Linked DNA regions of Zea mays: region 1 is linked to region 2. A link is a contact called in public Hi-C data. All regions are on one chromosome and are shown on one strand. The core of a region is the stretch at or near the end of the contact, and the rest is flanking DNA. Distances in the headings are between cores, read along the strand shown.

Region 1 (5,347 bases), core at 2,601-5,100, 99 kb before region 2:
GTGTTAGCACAATTATGGCCAAGTGGCTAGAGAGGAGTTAAAACACAATAACCACAAGAAATCAATCACAGAGATGACACGGTGGTTATCCCGTGGTTCGGCCAAGTACAAAACTTGCCTACTCCACGTTGTGGCGTCCCAACGGACGAGAGTTGCACTCAACTCCTCTCAAGTGATCCAATGATCAACTTGAATACCACGGTGTTCTTGCTTTTCTTTTCTCAATCCCGTTTGCGAGGAATCTCCACAACTTGGAGCCTCTCGCCCTTACAAGAGATGTTCACAGAGAATCACGGAGCAAGGGAGGGAATGAGCAACGCACACAAGACTTCAAAAGATCAGAGCAACACGCACACAAGCAGCAATAAGAGCTCGCAACACAACTCAAAGAGTACACAACTCCACAAGAGCTCTATATGCTATCACAATGAATCGAATGCGCTAGATCAATGTCTTGGTGCTTAGAAAGGTTGTAGGAATGCTTGGTGTTCTCCTCCATGCGCCTAGGGGTCCCTTTTATAGCCCCAAGGCAGCTAGGAGCCGTTGAGAACACAACTGGAAGGCTATCCTTGCCTTCTGTCGTCGGGCGCACCGGACAGTCCGGTGCACACCGGACACTGTCCGGTGCCCGATTTGTTTCCATAAAAAGCTCATCCGACCGTTGCTTTCTGATGCAGATCTGCGCACAGTTGGCGCACCGGACATGTCCGGTGCACACCGGACAGTCCGGTGTACCTTTCCGACCGTTGGCTCGGCCACGTGTCACGCGCCGATCGCGCGGCCGACCGTTGGCCCGGCCGACCGTTGGCTCACCGGACAGTCCGGTGCACACCGGACAGTCCGGTGAATTTTAGCCGAAGTCGCCGGAGAAAAACCCGAGAGCGGCTGGTTTGCTCCGCGCTGGTCTGGCGCACCGGACACTGTCCGGTGCACACCGGACAGTCCGGTGCCCCAGTCCGAAGCAGCCCTCCACTCCTCTTCTTCTTCCTGTTTCTAACACTTAGACAAGAATATTAGTACACAAACCAATGTACTAAGGCTTAGAAACATACCTTAACTTGTGATTTGCACTTTGTTCATCCATGGGCATATTTTCACATTTAAGCACTTGTGTTTGCACTCAATCACCAAAATACTTAGAAATGGCCCAAAGGCACATTTCCCTTTCAACGGCGCTTGCCTTCGTCTCGAACGCGAGGTCGACGCCCGGCGAGCCTTCCGTCGGGGCGCTGGGGACGTCGATTCGCTCGACAGCCGACGAAGCGCGGTCTCCCGCTTGGCCTTGGTTGCCCCGCCTCCTCCTCCGTTGGCGGGAGAGAGGACGGGGCGAGCTCGAATGTTGTTCTTCCACCGCGCGGGGAAGATGTCGTCGGTTCCGCCACCGGCGGGCGGGATGTCGGCCGCCATTGTCGTTGTCGCGCGGCGGTGGAAGGAGTATCATGTCGTAGCTGCCGTCGAAGGACATGAACTCAAGACTCCCGAAACGGAGCACCGTCCCGGGCCGGAGAGGTTGCTGGAGACTGCCCATCTGGAGCTTGACGGGAAGCTGTTCGTCAGCACGCAGCAGGCCCCTACCTGGCGCGCCAACTGTCGGCGTTTCGAGACCGGGGGGGTCCCCGAGCCGACGAGTGAGTGTGTCGCGTGCCCCAGCCCAGATGGGTCGAGCGCGTGGGCGAGCGCGAAGGGGGGAGAGGCGAGGTGTCCGGAGACGGGCGTGAGAGAGGTGGAGATCCCGCGGCCTTCGTGTTCGTCCCGCGCCCAGGTCGGGTGCGCTTGCAGTAGGGGGTTACAAGCGTCCACGCGGGTGAGGGAAGCGAGCGGCCCCAAGAGAGCACCTGTCCCGTCCTCGTCCCCGCGCGGCCAACCCTCCTTAAGAAGGCCCTGGTCCTTCCTTTTATATGCGTAAGGAGAGAATCCAGGTGTACAATGGGGGTGTAGCAGAGTGCTACGTGTCTAGCGGAGGGAGAGCTAGCGCCCTAAGTACATGCCAACGTGGCAGCCGGAGAGATCTTGGCACCCTGCTGGCGTGATGTCGTGGCTGTCGGAGGAGCAACGGAGCCTGGCGGAGGGACAGCTGTCGGAGCGGTCGAGTCCTTGCTGACGTCCCCCTGCTTCCGTAAGAGAGCTGAGAGCCGCCGTCGTCACAGAGTTTGTGGGGCGCCATCATTGCCCATCTGGCGGAGCTAGCCAGATGGGACACCGGTCTTGTTCTCCGTGACCCGAGTCGGCTCGGGGTAGGATGATGATGGCGCTTCCCGTTGACGTGGCGGGCCTGTGCCCTAGGTCGGGCAACGTGGGGGCTCCTCCGAAGCCGAGGTCGAGTCTGTCTTCCGTGGCCGAGGCCGAGCCCGAGCCCCCGGGTCGGGCGAGGCGGAGATCGTTCGGCAGAGGCCAGGGCGGAGTCCGAGCCTTGGGGTCGGGCGAAGCGGAGTTCGCTGTCTTCCGGGTCTTAGCCCGAGTCCGAGCCCTGGGTCGGCGGAGCGGAGTTCGCCGTCTTCCGGGTCTTAGCCCGAGTCCGAGCCCTGGGTCGGGCGGAGCGGAGTTCGCCGTCTTCCGGGGCTTAGCCCGAGTCCGAGCCCTGGGTCGGGCGGAGCGGAGTTCGCCGTCTTCCGGGGCTTAGCCCGAGTCCAAGCCCTGGGTCGGGCGGAGCGGAGTTTCCTATGGCGCCTTTGGCAAGGCCTGACTGCCTGTCAGTCTCACTCTGTCAAGTGGCACTGCAGTCGGGGTGGCGCAGGCGGCGCTGTCCTTCTGTCAGACCGGTCAGTGGAGCGGTGGAGTGACGGCGGTCACTTCGGCTCTGCCGGGGGGCGCGCGTCAGGATAGAGGTGTCAGGCCACCTTTGCGTTAAATGCTCCTGCAACTCGGTCAGTCGGTGCGGCGATTTAGTCAGGGTTGCTTCTTAGCGAAGCCAAGGCCTCGGGCGAGCCGGAGATGTGTCCGCCGTTAAAAGGGGGGCCTCGGGCGAGACGGAAGTCCCTCGAGGTCGGCTGCCCTTGTCCGAGGCTAGGCTCGGGCGAAGCGTGATCGAGTCACTCGTATGGACTGATCCCTGACTTAATCGCACCCATCAGGCCTCTGCAGCTTTATGCTGATGGGGGTTAGCAGCTGAGAATTAGGCGTCTTGAGGGTACCCCTAATTATGGTTCCCGACAGGTATGTACAAATAACCAAGGGCTTTAAACAAAACCAAAAAATACTCTAAAAATTTTCTTCTTAAGTAAAGAAGTACGCGCGCAAGGCGCGCGCCCTATTACTAGAACATAAATGGTTACCCATGTTGGCCCATGTATATTTTTTTTCCACGTTTCTAATAACTTGAAGTTCAACCTGTTTCTGAGAAAATCTTTGATTTTTTTTTTCAAACAACAAAGGGCATGCTAAAGGATCGCGCGAGGAAATGGGTCGTCATTCAGTGGTTATTATAAAAACCGCACGACAAACACGAGACTTTGGACTTGTATATGAGCAGACACAGATGAGTAACGGCGACGCAAGTCAGGATATTATATTTATCCTTGTCCCTTCTAGTGCCAGCTAGCCAGCTTAAAAAAACCGGTACGGAGATGGCACAGATTTAACGCCGAGAGGAAATTAAAGAAAGAAACGTTCTTCTTTAAAATCACGTCCGCGAACCCTGCATCAGTAATATACATAACAAAGTAACGTGGAGAAAGTGCTGCGATCCAAATAAGGATCTGTTTTCGGCGAAGGATCGGAGGGGAGGACGGAGCGGCGGAGGCGGGAGCCCCGACCGGCCGACCCCGAGCATGCAGAGCACTAGGAACGGATGTGCGCACGCGCCGTCCGCCACTACACCTCCTCGGACGGACGACTCACCTGGAGGAGGGCGAAGGCCAGAGACGTACGGGTCGCCATCACGCATGCCGCGGACTTCCTCTCCTCTGATCCTGTCCAGTCCATGGCTCCTCGCAGGAACGTACGTACGGCAGCATGTAAATTTTTAAGTCGTGCAGGGCAGCCAGCCGCCATCAACTTTTTTCATGGGGTCATGGTGATAGGAGACCTGGCGTCTCATCAGCCGAAGAAGCGAAGCTACCGGTCGAGCCCCTGGCTGGCATGATAGCGTGGTTTCCACGACACGATAAGTGCGCTCTCCTACCTGCGATCCACAACGACCATCCGTTCCACTCCACGGCCTGCGGTGCGGTGCCCGCTTTTTTTGCTTTCACCGGCCGGTCGTAATTAAAAAAAAAACAACCTGCACGATCGTAATTAAAAAAAAACTGCACGAAGTAGGTTGGGCTATGCTAGTTTGCTTTTCTTTCCCGTACCTGTGCTGCTGCTGATAGAGCAGTTTGCCAATTTAGGTGATGACCTAATTCCACCATTAGCGGCAGATTTTTCACAACCAGGTTGTTTTTAATAGCCAAGATACCTTTTCGTGGAATGCAGAAAAAAAAATTATTAAAAAGGCGTGCTTGCACAAATAACCAGGGCAGCAACAAACGGTGTGTTCCCTTCTGACAAGTGTCCATCTGAGCGAGCTTGACGATGCCTGTCGTGGCCGCCGACGACGCTAAATAGTTTTCAGGGCAGCTACAAGTCAAACGACGCCGGCCATCGTCGTACGTCAATATAATCAATTGAGAAATGGTACTTGCTTTGAACTACTTACAAAAATAGATTCTACATAAAAGAATGCAGAAATATAGTTTAATCTCCGGTTTTATCATATCCCGAGAAAAAACGTCAACTGCTCGTACAGAAACAATTCACGATGATGTGCTATGCATGCGGTGGGGCCCTGCCATCAACGTCCATCATTTTTTTATCAAGCAAAAAAAAAAGCGCATGCATGAAGGTGTGACCGCGCTAGGCATGCAGGTTGCATGCGGTCATACGTGCGCAGATATCAAATCTTCCATTCTCGCCGCTGGATCGTTGCAAGCGTTGGCAGCAAGCTCCGTGCCATGGTCGGCCTGTGGCGCCAAGCTCGGCCAGTACGCTAGCGCAGTATGAAGAGGAGTCTAGCACATCTGGTACCTCGACCACATAAGTTATGGCGCTGTGATTTGTGACGTCGAGCAAAAGATTTCAAAAACGATATTAAGTTGTACAAGATATCAAATGTAGGGATGAAAACGGTCGGAAACAATATTTATTTGGTAATTAGTTTTTAGTCGTTTTTCTTTGATTGCGAATAAATAGGATATAGAATATACAATATAAATTTGTATTCTTGTTTTTAACATCCAACTTGTTAAGATTCATAAAAGGTAAATCTCAAATTCATCCTATATTTTCTCAAATAATAGATATAAAATTCGGTATGGATTCATAAACAAATTCGGTAATTTTTTCAACTTTTTGTGTTGTTGGGAACAAA
Region 2 (5,664 bases), core at 2,455-4,954:
CGGTGCTGCAGCTGCCGCGGAGGGAAGAAGGGTAACCGAGCGGGGGACGTCGGCGACGCTCGCAACTTGTTGGAGAGTTGGCGCGTGAATCGTGGTGATGGATATTTCGGCCGCTCTGTTGGTTTACAGCTGCAGCCTGCGGCGTGCTGTGCTGCCACTACCTCAGCACGCTAGCAAGAGATAGTTGCAGCTCTCGGTTGCTTCCACTTCATGGCTGGTCCGAGACAGAGCACCAACCAGATAAGGCCTATCGGTTTTTTTGTTCCCACGTGGATTTCAGTTTCTTGGGAAACTACTACATACTACGTACCTGTGTTTCTTCGCTATATATTTCACACTTCCAGTTTAGAATCCAAATACGTTCCCATCCATCTCAGTTCCGGCCGGGTTGCAGTTGTTCGGAACCGGAGAGACTGAAACAGAGCAGGGGTGGTGGAGGTAGCACTGCTTTTCCATAATAAAAAAGAAGAAGAAGAAAGAGAGCCATGCATGTAAAATCATCATGAAATTCTTGTGTGCTGCACATGCTTTCCAAAAAAGCTTTTTTCACCCCGGGAGGGTTTACAAAAGCTCCAGAGAGACAAAGATCGATCTTTTTTATTTTCTATTCGGTAAAGGAAAACAAAGGAAACTAGACTATATGATCCTATGAAACAGCGGTGCATGTGCCTCCACTGATATGACTACTGGCCAGGTACAAATGGCTGCTGGCTTGGCTAGTGCGATGAGTCCAAGTACAAGTAGTACCACGGGTTCCACCATCCCGCGGTTTCTCTGCTTTTTCCTCCTTGCACTTTCTTTTAGGGCCTACGTGAAACCGAATATGCTCTCCAAATCCAATTTGGCTGCGATCGGAGGGAGGAATTACCTTACCTGCATTTGGGCCTTCTTTCATCCAAGTATACTCTTCAAACAGAACTGACCTTTAGGTCCAAGTTTGCATGTCTACAATATATTAAGAGGCCCTTATTTTCTCTCTCTCGCGCCCGTGTTTATATTGTTTTATCACATCAAATATTATTTCCACTCTCCGTGGTTTAGTTCAAAATAAACTAGCGGACGATAAATATTTGAAAACGGAAGTAGTATTATTTTTAAGCCTTGAAAGAAGCCTTTACATTAATCTTCATTAGACACGTTAGAAAAAATTAAACCTTGGAAACTCTTATAATAATCACAAACACCTTGCCTATGATTTTGTAGATTCTAACCTTCTTCATCATCAATACTAGCTACTGGACATATTCTATTTTATAAAAAAAAACTATACATATTTGTCGTTATTAAAATTGCATAAAGTAACCCTTAATTTACATGTCAATCACCAACCTTTGCCATTATAAAAAAATAACCAAAATGTCTGAAAAATATATCTAAAGTATCCAGCTTGAACATTATCGCTTCAAAAGACAATTTAAAATGATATCTACAATTATATTTAAACTACACAACCTACCAGTATGAATTTGCATCTAAGTTGTCTTTTATCAAATATGATTTATAATAACCAAATAAATTACATCTAACACCCACAACTTTCATTATAAAATATAATGCAAATAAACCTCACGTAGCTTTTTATTATGAAAGATAATATAAGGTAACACTTCTACTTTTTATTATTTATAAAATATAAACTAAAATATCTTTGAAATTTTTATGTCTAGATACTAACATAAAAATAGCCATAGAGTTACATTATATATATTTCTAGTATACTTTGAGCATTTTTTTTAAAAAAAAAGTAGACATGAAGCTATTTACTACTCTCTCCGTCCTAAAATATAATTCGTTTTATAATAAGCACATATTCATTAAGCAACATATGAACGTGGTTTCCATGTATGTCTATATTCATTATCATTTGAATGAATGTCGACAGAAAAAAGTGTGCTAGAAAGAACTATATTTTGGAATGGATGGAGTACCATCTAGAACATGTGTGTGTGTGTGTGTTCAAATAAATTTTCAAGGTAACAAATTTAATATTCTGAGTGTTTGCGGTCTAGATTGGAATCAATATTTGTGCCAATGTAGAACTAAGAGTGCAGTTTAGAATCTTGAGTTTTTTTAAACACAATACAGATTTTTTTGAATAAAATATATAACAAGCAATAGAATTTGAACTTGACATGTGAATAAAGTATTTTTGTGGAAACTCGCATCACAATGGTGCCACAATGGTGTAGAATCACAAACTTGTTGATGCATGTATATCAACCATGAAGCTAGGGTAATTTGGACATATGCCACAATAAATAAACATTCAATAATGTGGCCATGACACGAGGAACTCATGCTCATAGTCATACGGCATATACATGAACAGTTTTGATATATGCAACAAAAAAAAGGAATTGGCTTTTAGGTACTGGGTGGAAGTAATTCCCTTATATTCTTAATTCTTATGCATAATAATGTTACCAACTTCTCTTTGGCATGTGCATCTCTATGAAAACTCAACTAATGCATTTTTATTTGAATCATGCTAGCCATGTCTCAAGATTTCATTGCTATATTATGGTTACAATCATCAAAATCATATAGTACACTTGATGTGTGTGTGGATCAATTTATGTTGTACTCCCTCTATCCAGAATAAGTGCCATTCTCATTACTCGACAAGTGAAACAAGTTTAACTTTGACCAAATACACACAAGAAGATATTAATATTATGGTGTATAGTTAGTAACTTAGTATCATTAGATAAATTTTGGAATATGCCAGACAAGTCATACTTTACTAAGATTAGTTATGGCAATTATGGATATGAGAAGGTCCAAATTAAAAGTAGGGTCACTGATACTTTGTTCCTCAATTCAAAATGATAAGATGTTTGATTTTTACAGCTGCCTTGTTTTTAGTGTGTATCTAGACATAATGTATATCTAAGTGAATAACAGATCCTATGTATCTAGAAAGCTAAGATATATTATAATTTGAGAACCATGCATGAGAGTTTGTTACTGGCCATTGACGCGGAAGAAAGGCGTCAAAGTAAATTATGTGATGAAAGGACGATTAAGAGGTAAGCAAATGAACATGGTCTCTCTTTCTCATGTGATAAGGCCTAGAACGAATGGCACTGTCCGGCCCAACATTGTTCTGGTCCTCTTACGTACAGTCTTATCATATCCTTGTCTTGCCATTTCCGATCCAATTCTAACTTCCGTAGTTAACAAAGCACTAAAAAAAAATCCTCAAAACAAAAATCAAACAAAGCACTTAGAAAACATTTAAGACCTTGTGGCTACATTTTACCAGAGCCATGCATTTGTGTGAATCTCCAACGTGGCTGATCAACTAGCAAGCCTTACACGTACGGCCCTCTAGCTACAGTGGCTGGTCAAAATCGCTCTCACGCTAGAGACTGGAAGGGAAGAAAAAAAAAAGAATACAGCTCGGTGGCGAACAAGCGTATATTAGCCAGGATGAAAAGAAACCGTACCCAATCTGAACGTACCACACTAGCGATCCTACTGCCGATCCACTCGCCCGCATTTTTTTTTCTTCGGCCAGCCAGCTCCCTTTCCAAAATGCATGTATGGCTGTGTGCAGCCTTTGTGCGCGGGGTTGGTCTTCCCTAATCTCTGCTTTTTGTGCCCTACGTCAAAGTCCAATACCCCCCCATCTCTCTTGTGCTATTATATATACAGGTCTCCAGCTTTCTCACAGCATTCCACGACGAGGAGGAGATCGTCTGTTGAGAAATCCTAGCATTTTGTTCCTCTCACTCCTCTGTTGGAAGGAGCAAGTGAGACAGACAGAGAAGCGACGAGAGCTTCCAACAGAGAGGCTGAGGTCAACCTCGCAAGAGTCAGACACAGTACCAAATACTACGCTGCAGGGTCACATTCTGTTGCCGCGCGCGTTACAATAGGGACCCAGCAGGTGTTGGCAGCCACGCTCTTGTACCGGTCAGCATGGACGCCGCCGCGAGGGAAGCGCAGCAGAGTAGTGGTCTGGAATGGCGGGTGACGGTGCCGGAGGGCGCGTCGGTGACCGTGGAGCACGAGGCCGGGCCTGCCGCGAGGGCGTTGGCGTGGCTGCTGGCTTGCTTCGCCAAGGCGTGGAGCAGGGTCGCCGGGTTCGCGAGGAAGGTGTGGAGGATCGGGGCGGATGATCCCCGGAAGGCGGTGCACGGGCTCAAGGTCGGCCTGGCGCTCGCGCTGGTCTCCGTCTTCTACTACACGAGGCCCCTGTACGACGGCGTTGGCGGGGCTGCCATGTGGGCCATCATGACGGTCGTCGTTGTCTTCGAATACACTGTCGGTGAGTCGATGCTCGGCTTTGCTTGTTTGGCAGTTGGCACAGAGTGCCCGCGCGGAGCTGCACTATAGTAACATATCATATGTGCACGCACCAAGGCTCCAGCCGCGTGCGTGCAATCGTGCATGCATGTGTGGATATATATCGTCTCCATGCACCCGGTTGGTTCTCTGACTGTCTTTGCATGTATTGGCAGGTGGCAGCGTGTACAAGTGTTTCAACCGAGTGGTTGCTACGGCGAGCGCCGGCGTTCTCGCGCTCGGCGTGCACTGGGCGGCTGACAAGTCTGGCGAGCTCGAGCCTTACATCCTCAGTGGCTCGCTCTTTCTGCTGGGTACGTATTCTGCATTGTCATTGTGTAATACTGACAAGGACAAGCCACTGGTAACAGCAAAAGTGAATAACATACGCGTGCACGTACATGAATGCAGCTGCGGCGGCCACTTTCTCGCGGTTCATCCCGACGGTGAAAGCGCGGTTCGACTACGGCGTGACCATCTTCATCCTGACGTACAGCCTGGTGGCCGTGTCGGGGTACCGCGTCGACGAGCTAGCGGCGCTGGCGCAGCAGCGGGTCTCCACCATCGCTATCGGCATCTTCCTGTGCCTCGCCGTCAGCATGCTCATCTGCCCCGTGTGGGCCGGCAAGGAGCTGCACCTCCTCACCACGCGGAACATGGACAAGCTCGCGGCCGCCGTGGTGGCCTGCGTCGAGAGCTACTTCGCGGAAGGGCCGGCCAGCGGGGCGGGGGCGGGGGCGGACGGGTACAAGTGCGTGCTCAACTCCAAGGCGTCCGAGGACGCGCAGGCCAACCTGGCGAGGTGGGAGCCCGCGCACGGCCCCTTCGGCTTCCGCCACCCCTACGGGCAGTACGCCAGGGTGGGCGCGGCGATGCGCGCGTGCGCCTACTGCGTGGAGGCCCTGAGCAGCTGCGCGGGCGCCGAGGTGCAGGCGCCCCCGCACGTGAAGCGGCTCCTTCGCGACGCGTGCTCCGCGGTGGCCGCACGGTGCGCGCGGGTGCTCCGGGAGGCGTCGCGCTCCGTCGCCACCATGTCGACGTCCTCCTCCCGGGCCCTGGACTTCGCGGTGGCGGACATGAACACGGCGGTGCAGGAGCTTCAGGCCGACTTGCGGGCGCTCCCGTCCATGCTGGCCGTGAAGCTGGGAGAGACGTCCCTCATGGACACCATGCCCGTCTTCACCGTGGCGTCGCTGCTGGTGGAGATATCCGCGAGGGTCGAGGGCGTCGTGGATGCCGTTGACGCGCTGGCAACGCTTGCCAACTTCAAGCAGACCGAGGACGATGATGATGACGACAAGAAGGGAGAAGCCGAGATGACGATCAAAGTGCACCCGCTGAACGAACCGGACACCGCCGAGGAGTCACGGGAAA

Evidence for each region. Hi-C and Micro-C count contacts between places; a contact is called where the count stands out from the background.
Region 1: a contact with region 2 is called in a Hi-C map of an unstated tissue, with 2.4 times the contacts expected there. The contact joins the enhancer-like site here to the promoter of LOC103627532 in region 2. A contact is called at or near these places in 10 of 25 Hi-C or Micro-C datasets (bundle sheath, ear, endosperm and 3 more).

What each region holds. Positions count from the first base shown.
Region 1 is chr5:198,942,059-198,947,405 of Zm-B73-REFERENCE-NAM-5.0, reverse strand. No RefSeq gene overlaps it. Among protein-coding and RNA genes, the nearest start is that of LOC103627533, 26 kb to the right of the region's middle. Within about 2 kb of position 3,850, at least 13 of the 20 cell types and tissues checked have an H3K27ac peak or open chromatin away from gene starts, as enhancers often do. A contact at or near this core is called in bundle sheath, ear, leaf and 1 more, where this site is marked.
Region 2 is chr5:198,842,283-198,847,946 of Zm-B73-REFERENCE-NAM-5.0, reverse strand. It overlaps LOC103627532 (aluminum-activated malate transporter 10-like), which reads left to right and starts at 3,704. Exons shown (of 3, transcript NM_001346994.1): 1 at 3,704-4,273; 2 at 4,467-4,604; 3 at 4,702-5,664. The coding sequence starts at 3,925.